Linked DNA regions of Ovis aries: all the other regions are linked to region 1. Evidence: chromatin contacts called from public Hi-C data. All regions are on one chromosome and are shown on one strand. Each heading gives the region's core, a stretch centred on a gene start, on an enhancer-like site or on the middle of the called end of the contact. The rest is flanking DNA. Distances are from core to core; before and after follow the strand shown.

Region 1 (4,052 bases), core at 558-3,057:
CAGCGTACATCATGAGAAATGCTGGACTGGATGAAGCATGAGCTGGAATCAAGATTGCAGGGAGAAATATCAATAACCTCACATATGCAGATGACACCACCCTTATGGCAGATAGCGAAGATCTAAAGAGCCTCTAGATGAAAGTGAAAGAGGAGGGTGGAAAAGTCTGCTTAAAACTCAACATTCAAAAAACTAAGATCATGCCATCTGGTCCCATCACTTCATGGCAAATGGATGGGGAAACAATGGAAACAGTGGCTGATTTTATTTTTTTGTGCTCCAAAATCACGGCAGATAGTGACCACAGCCATGAAATTAAAAGACCCTTGCTCCTTGGAAGAAAAGCTAAGACCAACATAAACAGCATATTAAAAAGCAGAGACATTACATTTCCAACAAAGGTCCATCTAGTCAAAGCTTTGGTTTTTCCAGTAGTCATGTATGGATGTGAGACTTGGACTATAAAGAAAGCTGAGTGCTGAAGAATTGATGCTTTTGAACTGTGGTGTTGGAGAAGACTCTTGAGAGTCCCTTGGACAACAAGGAGATCCAACCATTCCATTCTGAAGGAAATCAGTCCTGAATATTCATTGGAAGGGCTGATGCTGAAGCTGAAACTCCAATACTTTGGCCGCCTGAATAGAAGAGCAGACTCATTGGAAAAGACCCTGATGCTGGGAAAGATTGAAGGCGGGAGGAGAAGCGGATAACAGAGGATGAGATGGTTGGATGGCATCACCGACTCAATGGACATGAGTTGAGTAAGCTCCAGGAGTTGGTGATGGACAGGGAAGCCTGGTGTACTGCAGTCCATGGGGTCACAAAGAGTCGGACATGATAAATGACGGAACTGAAGTGAACACAATCAAAGGCTTTAGTAGAGTCAACGAAGTAGTTGATGTTTTTCTGAAATTTTCTTGCTTTTTCTATGAGCCAACGGATGTTGGCAATTTGGTCTCTGGTTCCTCTGCCTTTTCTAAATCCCACTTGAAAAATCTGGGAGTTCTCCATTCAGGTACTGTTTAAATCTAGTTTGGAGAATTCTGAGCATTACTTTGCTGGCATGTGAAATAAGCGCAATGGTACAGTAGTTTGAACATTCTTTGGCATTGTCTTTTCTTTGGGATTGGAATGAAAACTGACCTTTTCCAATTATGTGGCCACAGCAGAGTTTTCCAAATTTCCTGGCATTTCCAGTGTGGCACTTTATTTAACAGCATCATCTTTTAGGCTTTGAAATAGCTCAGCTGGACTTCCATCACCTCCACTAGCTTTGTTGGTAGTGATGCTTCCAAAGGCCCACTTGACTTCACACTCCAGCATGTCTGGCTCTAGGTGAGTGATCACACCATCATGGTTATCTGGGTCATTAAGAGCTCTTTTGTATAGTTCTGTGTATTCTTGTTATCTCTTAATAGCTTCTGCTTCTGGGTACCCACAGAGCCAGTTAAACCATACGTTCCATGAATGAATGACCATAAGACGAAGAGCTTCATGTTTTGGGATTTCCAGGGCTTGGAAAGCATGAGTCTATCAGCATCTTTGAAATAGAATGTTAATAAAGTTTTGTTAATAGCGCCCACTAAACTACAAGTCCCGGCTTCCTCCTAGAAAGTGACGAATCACGTGGTCGGCTAGGAATCCGGAAGTCTGGCCCGCTTGTCTAATCACGCCGGAGAAACCTCCAAAGTGGCGCCAGACTGGCCAATCCTGCGGATGTTTGTTCCAAGCCCAGGCCGGGTCCCGCCTCCTCGCGCTGCGCTGACTGGTCGTTAGCGGATACGGTGGCTGTAGAGGCGGTGACCGCGGCTTTTTCCCCGCTTTGCGCCCGGTTCCGTGCCCGTCCCGCGGCTCCGATTCCACCATGGCTCCCAAAGGCGGGCCCAAGCAGCAGTCCGAGGAGGACCTGCTCCTGCAGGATTTCAGCCGCAACCTCTCGGCCAAGTCCTCGGCGCTTTTCTTCGGGAACGCCTTCATCGTGTCCGCCATCCCCATATGTGAGCGCTTGGAGCGAGACGGGCTGGGCTGGGCTGGGCTGGGCTGGGCGGGGACGTGGCAAGGCCGTGCAGAGGGCGAGGCGTGCGCCGGAGCCTGTGCTGTCCCCCAGCTCCCCCTGGACTCGGGGGCTGCACGCAGCCTCTGTGGGCCTCCGTGATCTGTCCGGGGTCGTGGTGGGTGGCATCCCAGGAAAGTCATTATAGCACGTTGGAAAAGTAGGCTAGCTCGTTCCCGGGCCTCAGGTCTGCGGATTGTGAGTTACTGGTTCTGGGATGGCGGCCTCAAATCTGTATTTCAACCAACACCCGGGTTAAGATCTTGTGATGCTAACAGGCATATCGCCTGTTCTCCCCCAGCCCCCTCGCCCGGTATAACTATCGTTTGCTGTAATGGGATCTTAAACTTTTTACTTGCTTTGGAGAAACTCATGAATTAGGTTAGAGACATAAACAATCGCACCGAATTGTAAATGTAGCTTTAGAACCGGTTCACACAGAACATTATTTTCCGAAAGAAGCTGAACCAGTGCCAAGGCCCCAAGCTCTACTGTGTTTAAACTTTTTAATAATTCTGTTAGAGCAATTCTAGAATTCTTACTTGAATGGAAAAACTTTACAACCTTGGCCAAGGTTGTTTTTAGAGTTTAGGGATTCCAAATGTCAATTTCCTCTCCCCTACATTTTTGCACTGTTGTTGGGCAAATCCAGATATATTTTCTCTCCTGACTTTATAAAACCTAGCGTGCAGTTAACATGGTTCACTGACCGCACTGTGCATTGCCTTGATTTCAGAGAACAGCCACGTCAGCGTGTGAACTCTGGTTTGGGACTACACGTGGAGTCTCGGAATGACTTGTAGTTAGTGTGATAGTACCCTGAAGAATGAAATTTGAAGTCTGAATCGTGATTTTGTTGAGCTAGAGTTCTCATTCTATAATCATCAGAAATCTCATCATGGACTAGTTATAGGAAGATTACGGTTTTCAAGTATTCTGAACTAGAAACACTTGAGACTTAACTTTTTCCTGGATATCGCACTTAGGAAGTTCTTCTTACACTGTATTGGATTCCCTAATCCGGGCTGTATTTTACCAGGTTTAGCTATAATCGTTAATAACTCAGCAGGTTTTTGTAACTGGGTGGTAATGTTTTGTTTCTTTTTGTATTCCCCACCCCCTTTTATCTTAATTCAGGGTTATATTGGCGAATATGGCATATGGATCTTATTCAGTCTGCTGTTCTGTACAGTGTGATGACCCTAGTAAGCACTTACTTGGTGGCCTTTGCTTACAAAAATGTGAAATTTGTTCTCAAGCACAAGTAAGTATATTTCTCAAGTGAAAGTAAATATTGTTGCATTTTTATATAGTAGGGTGACTTCTGAAAGACCATTTGTGTGTGTGTGTTTTGGTAAGCATTGAGATATAGTTTTATGTATATTTGGGGGGAGATATGTGTATGTATATTTGGATTCATTTGAGATAGATGTGTATGTATGTTTGGATTAATTGGAAATATATGTGTATGTATATTTGGGGTGTGTGTATATATGATTGCAAAATATATAATTATAAATAATGGTATGAAGGAATAGCGACTAACTGAAAAGCAGAGAGAGTCTGCTAACAGTGCTATGGAAGTGGGTGTTGAGGTTGGAATTAGAACACTTGAGTACTAGCCTTAATCATGGGGCTCAGAAAAGCAAACCCACCAAGTAAATTAACATTTTAAAAGTCAAATGGAATTCTGGAAAGAATTGTTCTGGACTCTCCATGTAGAATTTTTGGATGTGAAAGAAGTGGTCTTTTTTTCTTTTACTCAACCTTGACATTTTTAATGCTAATTAGGCTACCATATTTTCTCTGTTTCTTCCTTCATTTTGTCATGTCACTCTCCTAATAACTCTTCATGACATTCTCTTTTCTAAAAGTATTAAAACCAGATTCTTCCAGACCCTTGGAATGTGAATCCTCTGCCTCCTACCAATCAGGCCTCATCTTTTAGCATTGGGGCTTAGGGCTTCCGACTCAGCCTTTAAACATGACTCCTCTCCTC
Region 2 (4,052 bases), core at 1,037-3,536, 620 kb before region 1:
GTCCGCACTCACCTAACATGCTACAGGGGGCTCCCTTCAGCCCCAAAGCAGAAAGGCATCCAGAGGTGTCTTAGGTCGGGCACACTGAGGTCTCAAGGGTAGGCAGCATTTTTTAGGAGTTTATCTTATGCTCTGAGTCGATACTCTCCCAATTAGTTTTGTGATCCTTGCCAAATCTCTCAGCCTCTCTGAACTTCAGTTTATTAATGCATAAAACCTACCATATAATCCCTATCTCACAGGGACTTCTGATGGTTATGTGATTTGACATATGCAAAAACGGCTAGGAGCTGGCATGCAAGAGATGTTTATGAAACGTGTTTTCCTAGCCTGTGTGAGAACCCACATACAATCTGAGTTTCACCCCAGAGATGAAAGACCTGGAAGAAGGCTTCCTGCACACCTGCTGGAATGTTCATGCCTCATGTGGGTAAGAAAGCAAGTCTTCGTGTCACTCCACTGCACTGCGGGTATCGCAAGCCCTTCTCAGCAAACCAGGCACCTACGATGGGGTGTCCACTGCCCTCCTGGGTCCCCAGTGCCTCTGACGAAGCTGCCTACCTGCCCCTCCACGCTTTTCAGCATTGTGCTCACTGTACTGACAACATTCACCTCAGTTCTGCCCGTCATCCTGCCTGTTTAGGACAGGGGAGAGAACGTGGGGCCAGAGGGGACCATGGAGGGAAGCCTCCAGAAGGCCCATGGCCTTTCATTCCTGTCCCAAGGCCGGGAGGCCAAGTCTAAAGAGAAGCTTCTTAGAGAGGCCTGGGAAGGGGCCAGGGAGGGGCGTGCAGAGCTCTCTGGAATGTCCAAGGCTCTCAAGGAATCTGTCAGATGAGAAGGGAAAAGGAAAGTGGTAACCAGGTCAAAGGACATGAGTTTTCAGATGATTATTCATCACAACTAGAGGATGACCAACCGTTGACTAGATTACTAATCCCACGGGTATGGAGGGAAAAGGCTTGTTGGCTTTTTTGCAGTGTTTCCCCTGCCATGCAAGGGTGGGGCCCAGCACTCAAAAGCGGGGGGTGTCAGGGGGTGGGGGAGTTGGGGGGATTGAAGCCAGAATCTTCCGGCTCAAGCTATGGTTCCCCTCTCACCAGCATGTGACCTTTTTAGGCCCCAAATTCCTCATCTAAAAATACGGGCAGTTGCCACCTGGGGCTGCACTGCACACTCTGTGAGAACATTTCTCATAAAGAGGGAATGCAGCCATTATTGTTAATATGCAGGAGCCCTAATTTCTCTCCAAGCCAACTAGTGCTGTCTCAATATCAGCAAAGAGAAAGATAGGTATTTATCAAGCCATTTTGTAATCTTTGGGGATTTTCAAAGGCTTTTTAAAGCCTGAAGAAAAGCAGCCAAATTGCTTCGGTTTCTCCATCTGTTCCTCCATGTTATCTCCATCATCTTGGGGGAAAACATGGGCCCTTTGGGGAAAGGCCTTGGCAGGTAGCCACCGTCAGGCCTCCCCACCGGCTTGGAGGGGCAGCCAGCTAGCAGGTAGTCGCCCAAGGAAGGATGAGCTCGGACAGGCCACCTGAGACCTTGGGTCCAGGGTTGCCTTGTACTCTTTTGCCCTCATGGGCCACTGCCTCCATTAAAAAAATATTTTAAAATATATTTTGTTACTTCACTGGTATAAAAGTAATTCAGAACCACCGCTGGGTTATTACATATTCATCCTTAATTTCTCTGATGGTTTTGAGAAAATAAAAATATAACTGGAAATAGGTGAAGTATGAGGAGCGGTATGGCCTCTAGGGGGCAGCACGAGCTCACCAGATGCTTATGTGACCCGGGGTGGCGGGTAAACCGTGGGTGAGCACCCAGCAGCGACTCCCACCGCTGACTCACAAAGGCCTTTTGCTTCTCCCAGCGCCTTCTCGGAGAGGGCTGTGTTAGCGCCTCTCACCCTCAGCCCAGGAAGCAGAAGGGCGGAGCGGGAGTTACTGCCCCACTCGGGGCAGAGAGGCTCACCCTGGGAGGCGCAGGGCCGCGCGGGGTCACACGGTGGCAGAGGCGGGACCCGACCAGAATTTCCTGGCTCCTCCTGCCGGAGTCTGCCTCGGAGCCTCAGCAGGCAGGATGCTCCGAAGGCCCGAGAAGTTGGTGATGTCGGCTCAGCCCTGCCGCGTCCCCCATCCCAACACTGGCAGGCAGGGAGCAGCCGCCCCTTCCCTTCTTGGCACCCCTCCCCCCACATGCCTTTGTTCACTCGCTCTGCCTACCCTCCCCCCACAACACCCCACTCCCTCCAGAGTCTGGCAGGTGGGAGAAGTTCCTCCGCTCCCCCAGAACTGAGCCGGACATCAAAGGCGCACACAGAGGACAGGACGAACCGGTGCAGCACAGGGGTGGGGGGCGGCTGGGGGGCCTGGGCCAGGAGGCACAGCAAAAAAGACCAGAAACAAAACCAACAGAACACCAGGCGGGAGATGATCGCATCTCCAGGCTCCCAGGGGGAACACCCAGCACATGGCCGGTGGGAACAATAGGCCTTCCTTTCTCCCCTCCCCAGCTGGGAACGCACCCTCTGGGGAAGGGGAGAGAGGGAGAGGGAGACCCTCTCTCCCCTAGGGTCTGCCTGAGTAGGGCCTGGACCCCAGGGGAAGCTAGTTTACAACACACATAATTGATTTTCTTTCCTTTTGTAGAGGTGAGGGTGGTGCCTAAACCCATGACAGAAACTGCTCCGCCTTGCTGGATGAGCAGAAAAAGTTGCTCATTTTTTAAAGGGGAAATATGAGATGCCAGCTGACTGAAATGGATATGGCAAAAGGGCAACCCTGTTCTCTTTCAGAGAGCATCTGTTTGGTTCAAAGGGGCCAAGAAGATTCTGGAACTTTGGCAAAGTGTGGCCAGGCCTGAGGCAGGGGTACAAGGCCTTCCGCAGAGGCCCTGGGGGGTGGATGGGGGGGACGCCTGGGGGCCCCTCTGCAGGACAGAGGTGACATCCGCCACAGAACAGCCCACCCTCAGCATCACCTCACCGGCAGGAGTCTGTCTCATCTCTCACACACAGTGACCCCAGCGCCCGTCTGGTTAGGCAGGTCCAGCTAGGAAGCAGAAATGACAGGCTCATCATGCAGATGGAGAATAAGCCATAGCTGGTCTCCCGTGTTGCTCCTCTGACCCCCCAGGAGATCGGCACGACGAGGGGACAGTCTAGTTTAGGTTGGGAGAGCAGGACTGAGACCTGCTCAGGAAAGGAACAGGACCCTCAGGAGAACGCCTGGTTGTGGAGGCTATGGCTAGGGACCTTCCTGGTAGGGGGACGGGCAGGAGGTCAAGAGCCACAGGAAGAACTCGTCTAAGGAAAGTCTGCACTTGGGGGTAGCCGTGGCTTTGCCCAGGCCAAGCCAGACTCACCATGTTCGGGAATTCTGTGACACAGGATGACTGACTTCCACAACCAAAGGGGACTTTCAGGAGATCTCTTTTTTTTTTAAGCTTTTTTTGTATTAGGGTATAGCCGATAAACAATGCTGTGAGTTTCAAGTGAACAGCAAAGGGACTCAGCCATGCATATACATGTTATCCATTCTTCCCCTCACATCCAGGCTGCCACGTAACATTAGGCAGAGTTCCCTGTGCTATACAGTAGGTCCTTGTTGGTCTGAATGCTCTCGTCTGATCCCCGCGAATTGCCACTGAAAGGGGTTTTGGAGGAAATATCCTTAAACCCCTGTGTGGCCCAAAGGGACAGTGTGACTTGCTGAATGCCCCACAGCTGCTCAGAGGACAGAAACAGGAAGCCCTGGTTCCCCGATCCATGGTCTGGAGCTCCTGCTGGTAGATCACCTTGACAATGGAAAACGTAGGTGGCCTCGAGGAGCCCTGAGGACCTGGAGTGACTGAAGCCCAGGGCGGAGGATGCAAAATGGACTTTGATTTTAAGGTCAGACCGGAGAGGGAGGTAAGCCACCAAAATGGGGTGATTTATCAGAGTAGCTAGAAAGCCAAAACATGGCCAGCTGGAGGTCACCTGACAGGGAAGGACATCTGTGAAATGGTGTCTAAGGTTCCACCCATCTCCGGTGTTTGGAGAC
Region 3 (4,052 bases), core at 1,024-3,523, 570 kb before region 1:
AGTTGACAGTCCTGTAATCTGAGTTGTTGTCATTTCAACCCATGACCTTTGATATGTTCCAGGCATCACAGACCTTCCTTCCCTTCATTTTTAGAGGAGGCCAGAAAGAAACCATGAAGGCATCTTTAGGGACAAATCTGGAAGAAAGGCAAGTTGTATTTTTATCTTAGATGGCAATCTAGCCCATGAAGAGAGGGCTCATTGCTGGGAAGGTTGTTGGGAGGTGGTGTAGGTGTGGAATACATCGTAAGCCTATCTACTTCATCACCACATCCTGATAGTTGTGCCTCCTAATTAGGATCTTCCCCCGTTCTCTCCTCCATGGTTCTTCTCCTAGTTTTGAATTTACCTGTAACAGCTTCTTCACTGGTCTCATGACATCCACTTGTGACCCTTTCCGAAGTGCTCTTCTTTCCAAGCTCTTGTAGCCAAAGCAATCTTTCTAAAATGCACATTTGACCCCATCGCCTGTCCACTTAAACACTTCAGTGGCTCCCTGTGCATGGTCTGGCTCTAGTCCAGCCTTGTCCTACATCCTGTACCCATCCCTCTCTGTGCTCTGTTCACACTCACGTCTTTCACGACCTTGAAGGCACAAGTACCATCCCACCACAGAGAGGCACAGACCCTCTTGCCCTAGTTAATCCTATTCCTTCAGGTTTCATGTCACTCACCAATTCCTCAGAGATTTCCCTGACATCCCTTATTAAATCAAACCCCTTATTACTTACACAATAGAAAAGGAGATGACCTTGATCAAATAAATAACCACACATTGCAATGTTGCGTTGGTTTGTGTGGTTATTTCATCAAGGTCATCTCCTTTTCTATCCTGTAAGTTCCATGAGGGCAGGGACTGTGTCGATTTTTGCTGACATTGTGTTCATGGCACCCAGTATGACCCAGCAAAGAGTGGAGTTGGCATTCAGTCAGTATTTGTTGACCTGAAATGAATGAATTTCGGGTGCTATTAAGGGTACATGGAAGAAAAGCAGAAATGCAGGAAGTATGAGGATTTACTGGAGCCCAAAGCTAGGGCATAGAAGGATAATTTGAATGTACCAGTTTCTTTAGACTAATACAAAATTTGCGTAACTGCACAACATTTATCGCTATGTGTAACTTCCCTTAGCTCAGGCCGCAACCGCCTCAGGGAAAAGGAAGGATTTGGGGTCAGTTCCCGGAGGTCTTCCGTTCTGCCTTCTTAACCTCTTCTACTCAGGCAGCCACCAGCTCCGCCCCCCCCCCCCCCCCGGGGACTCGTGCCAGCTCTCTTTTGTAGGGAGGTGGGGAGGGCTGTGCTGGGGCCAGAAATATCACGGGGGGCCCTTTCTCAGGAGCGCCATGTGTTTGTGTTACTGCAACCCCAGCGCAGATCTGGCAAAGGTCCGCGGCCGACAGGCACCTCCGCCCTTCTCCGCTGGGGACGCAATGGCGCCTCCCTTTGCACCTGCAGGTGCTTCTGCGCCCCCTTCCCCTCCCCCCGCGGGGCGGGGGATTTGTCCCCCTACCCCCTCCTCTCCCGTAGTTGATTTCTATCCTTCCTCGACTGTCATCTCTCTCAGCAGTTTTGTAGCAGGGAAATCATTTCCTCTTATTTGTTCATGAATCTCAAATGGAGGGGTCTAGGGCCTGCCGGTTTCATTTCTCACTGTGTGTTTGTTTCTTCCAGGGCCTGACGGACTGGAATGTTTCAGTAAAGGTTTCATCCCACAAACATTTACTGCATCAGAGAGAGAGAGAAAGAGAGAGAGATGAGCACATGGGGCCGTTGTCCCAGGAACGCGTCTTCTTCTGGAGTTCTTTACAGGTACCTTCACCTCTGGGTGAGGTATCTAGCTGTCAGGCCCTGGCTGAGAATCCATCCTTGCTATACTAGTTTTTGCCAGGAGCCAGGAATTCAGAAGAATGTTAATCTGTTTTTCTTCCAGCTTTTCTCACACAGATGACAATATTATTACCCTCAGCTTTTACAGTGCAAGTCTGTGCACAGATCACAGGGTCCAAGAGGGCTCCTGAGTCATTTGAGATAATTACCTTTTTTTTTTTTTTTTCCTTTCTAGGTCTTCCATTTCTGTGAATCAGCGATGTGGAAAACCCAGGCCTCAGAAAAATTAAGGGAGGCTTGAAGTGAGCAAAGCAGAGCAGAGTGTTGGCAGGAGCTGAGGGCTGCCACAGCGGGAAAATCAAGCAATGCGTCATCTAAGAGAACTCGTGGTGCTGTCTGCCTCCTCTCAGCAGCATCCACACTGGCTGGGACAGTCAGATCACTGTGACTTGGGCAGAGATGAAAACATGCAGCATAGCCAGGGTATTAGAGAGGTGTGTGGTGTCAGGACGGCCTGTGCCAGCCTCATTTACTTTTCTGAGTCATTTGAACAAAGCAGTTGTTGGGCTAACCTTGCTGTGACGAGAATCCACAACAAATCCAAAAACCTCTGCCCCCACCGCCTTTGCCCTGCAGCATAGCGCAGTCGTCTTTTCAGTGGCGTGAGCCTCATCACATGGCGATTGATGGATGAACTGTCCCTTCTCTCGCCCAGAGCTCCTCCAGGCAGGAACCTTGGCCCAGTTTCTTCTATGTCTCAGAGGCCAGGCACTGGGCTCGGCATCTAGTAGGTATCTGACGAATAAATGAATGGGTATAGGGACATATGGGAGACATAAGGGGCTCCTACAGTGGGAATGACTTCAGTAGCGCCATTCTGTTAGTTCTCTGCGGTTTGCAGGACCCAAAGGAAGAGTAATTTGTCCTCTGTATAGAAAGCATGTCTCATGTGGGGATTGCACAAGGGAAAGTGCTGGCCAGCTGGGTATCCAGGTGGGCAGAGGTAGAGGAAAATGGGGGAAATGACACAGGAAATGACGGTGTTCGTTCTGGGGACGCTTCATAGCATCCCACACAGAGCCCCGATTCTCCAGGAAATTGACAGAGTGCCTGGCAGAGGCCAGAGCACGGCTGGGGAGGCGAGCTCTCAGGCAGCCGTTCCTCAGCCCCCACAAAGACCCTCAGGCGGACTCCCACGCTTTCCCACAATCGTCCACTAGGGGGCAGGCGGAGGCAGGAGAAAAGGTGAGACGGCAGTCTGTAGGCTCTTGGGTTGGGCTCATCAGGCCGCGGTGCACCCAGGCTCACATCCAACAACACCCTGGGCTGTGTGCATTACTCAGACAACACGGCCCGGCCTCTCGGCCTGCCCGTCGTTGTCTCTGTGATTTTATATGGTGTGACCTGCGACATGAGTTACCACGAGACCATGGTAACCAGAGTACACAGCTCGGTGTAAAGGCAGACAAACAGGGAAAAAACGAATCCCTAGTTTTCTAACTTTACTCACCATTTGTGGCTTTTCTATCCCTGCCTCACCTATTCTTTATTATCCTGAACAATCAAGATGTACCTGAATTCCAGGACCCTTAAAAATGAAAAGATAAATGAGGAAAATATGCCCTGGTCTCCTGTCAGCTAGCCTTGACGATAGCGACTCATTTACTCGTGGGCCAGTTATCACTTCCTCTGGATATCCTGTCCAACACTCCTCTTGTGTACCAACATACCATCTCAAGGGAAAATTATGTTCTTGATAATTCCCACATGCCATGAAAAGTAATTTCCTGCTAAGAAACTGCTGGTGATGGGAATTCTTAATTGGTTTACAATTTTCCTAATCCTTGAAGATTGAATACAAAAAATACAACTGCCCTCTTGTACAAATTATCCTTCTATACATATTATTCAGCCCATAGACATGTGACTCAAATAAACTAGATTGAACATAAAGAAACAAACATTTTACCAGGACAGATCACAGAAATGAAAGTCCTTGTGTAGAAATGAGCATTGCTTCAACGCACAAAATCAGAGCGTTTGAAAGCTGTTTTCCTGCCTGCTGAGAATGTCCGATTAGAACCCCATCAATGCTTGATAACATTAACAGAAAACTTTGCTTTAATGAAGTTAAAGACTCTTTAATGAATTGCATCTTTAATTGGAATGAAAACAAACCAACCATATTACATGAGCCATTGGAAAATGGTAGTCATCCTAAAAT

Evidence for each region. Hi-C and Micro-C count contacts between places; a contact is called where the count stands out from the background.
Region 2: a contact with region 1 is called in a Hi-C map of tail adipose tissue, with 6 times the contacts expected there. The contact joins the enhancer-like site here to the promoter of SSR3 in region 1. A contact is called at or near these places in 6 of 16 Hi-C or Micro-C datasets (blood, hypothalamus, liver and 3 more).
Region 3: a contact with region 1 is called in a Hi-C map of hypothalamus, with 3 times the contacts expected there. The contact joins the enhancer-like site here to the promoter of SSR3 in region 1. A contact is called at or near these places in 3 of 16 Hi-C or Micro-C datasets (hypothalamus, liver and muscle).

Annotation. Positions count from the first base shown.
Region 1 is chr1:231,816,788-231,820,839 of ARS-UI_Ramb_v3.0, forward strand. SSR3 (signal sequence receptor subunit 3) reads left to right here and starts at 1,808. Exons shown (of 5, transcript XM_004003224.5): 1 at 1,808-1,997; 2 at 3,191-3,317. The coding sequence starts at 1,865.
Region 2 is chr1:231,198,650-231,202,701 of ARS-UI_Ramb_v3.0, forward strand. The region is part of intron 1 of LOC132657285 (a long non-coding RNA gene); the gene reads right to left. Among named protein-coding and RNA genes, the nearest start is that of CCNL1, 33 kb to the left of the region's middle. Within about 2 kb of position 2,287, at least 36 of the 54 cell types and tissues checked have an H3K27ac peak or open chromatin away from gene starts, as enhancers often do. A contact at or near this core is called in hypothalamus, liver and tail adipose tissue, where this site is marked.
Region 3 is chr1:231,249,883-231,253,934 of ARS-UI_Ramb_v3.0, forward strand. No RefSeq gene overlaps it. Among named protein-coding and RNA genes, the nearest start is that of CCNL1, 84 kb to the left of the region's middle. Within about 2 kb of position 2,274, at least 34 of the 54 cell types and tissues checked have an H3K27ac peak or open chromatin away from gene starts, as enhancers often do. A contact at or near this core is called in hypothalamus and liver, where this site is marked.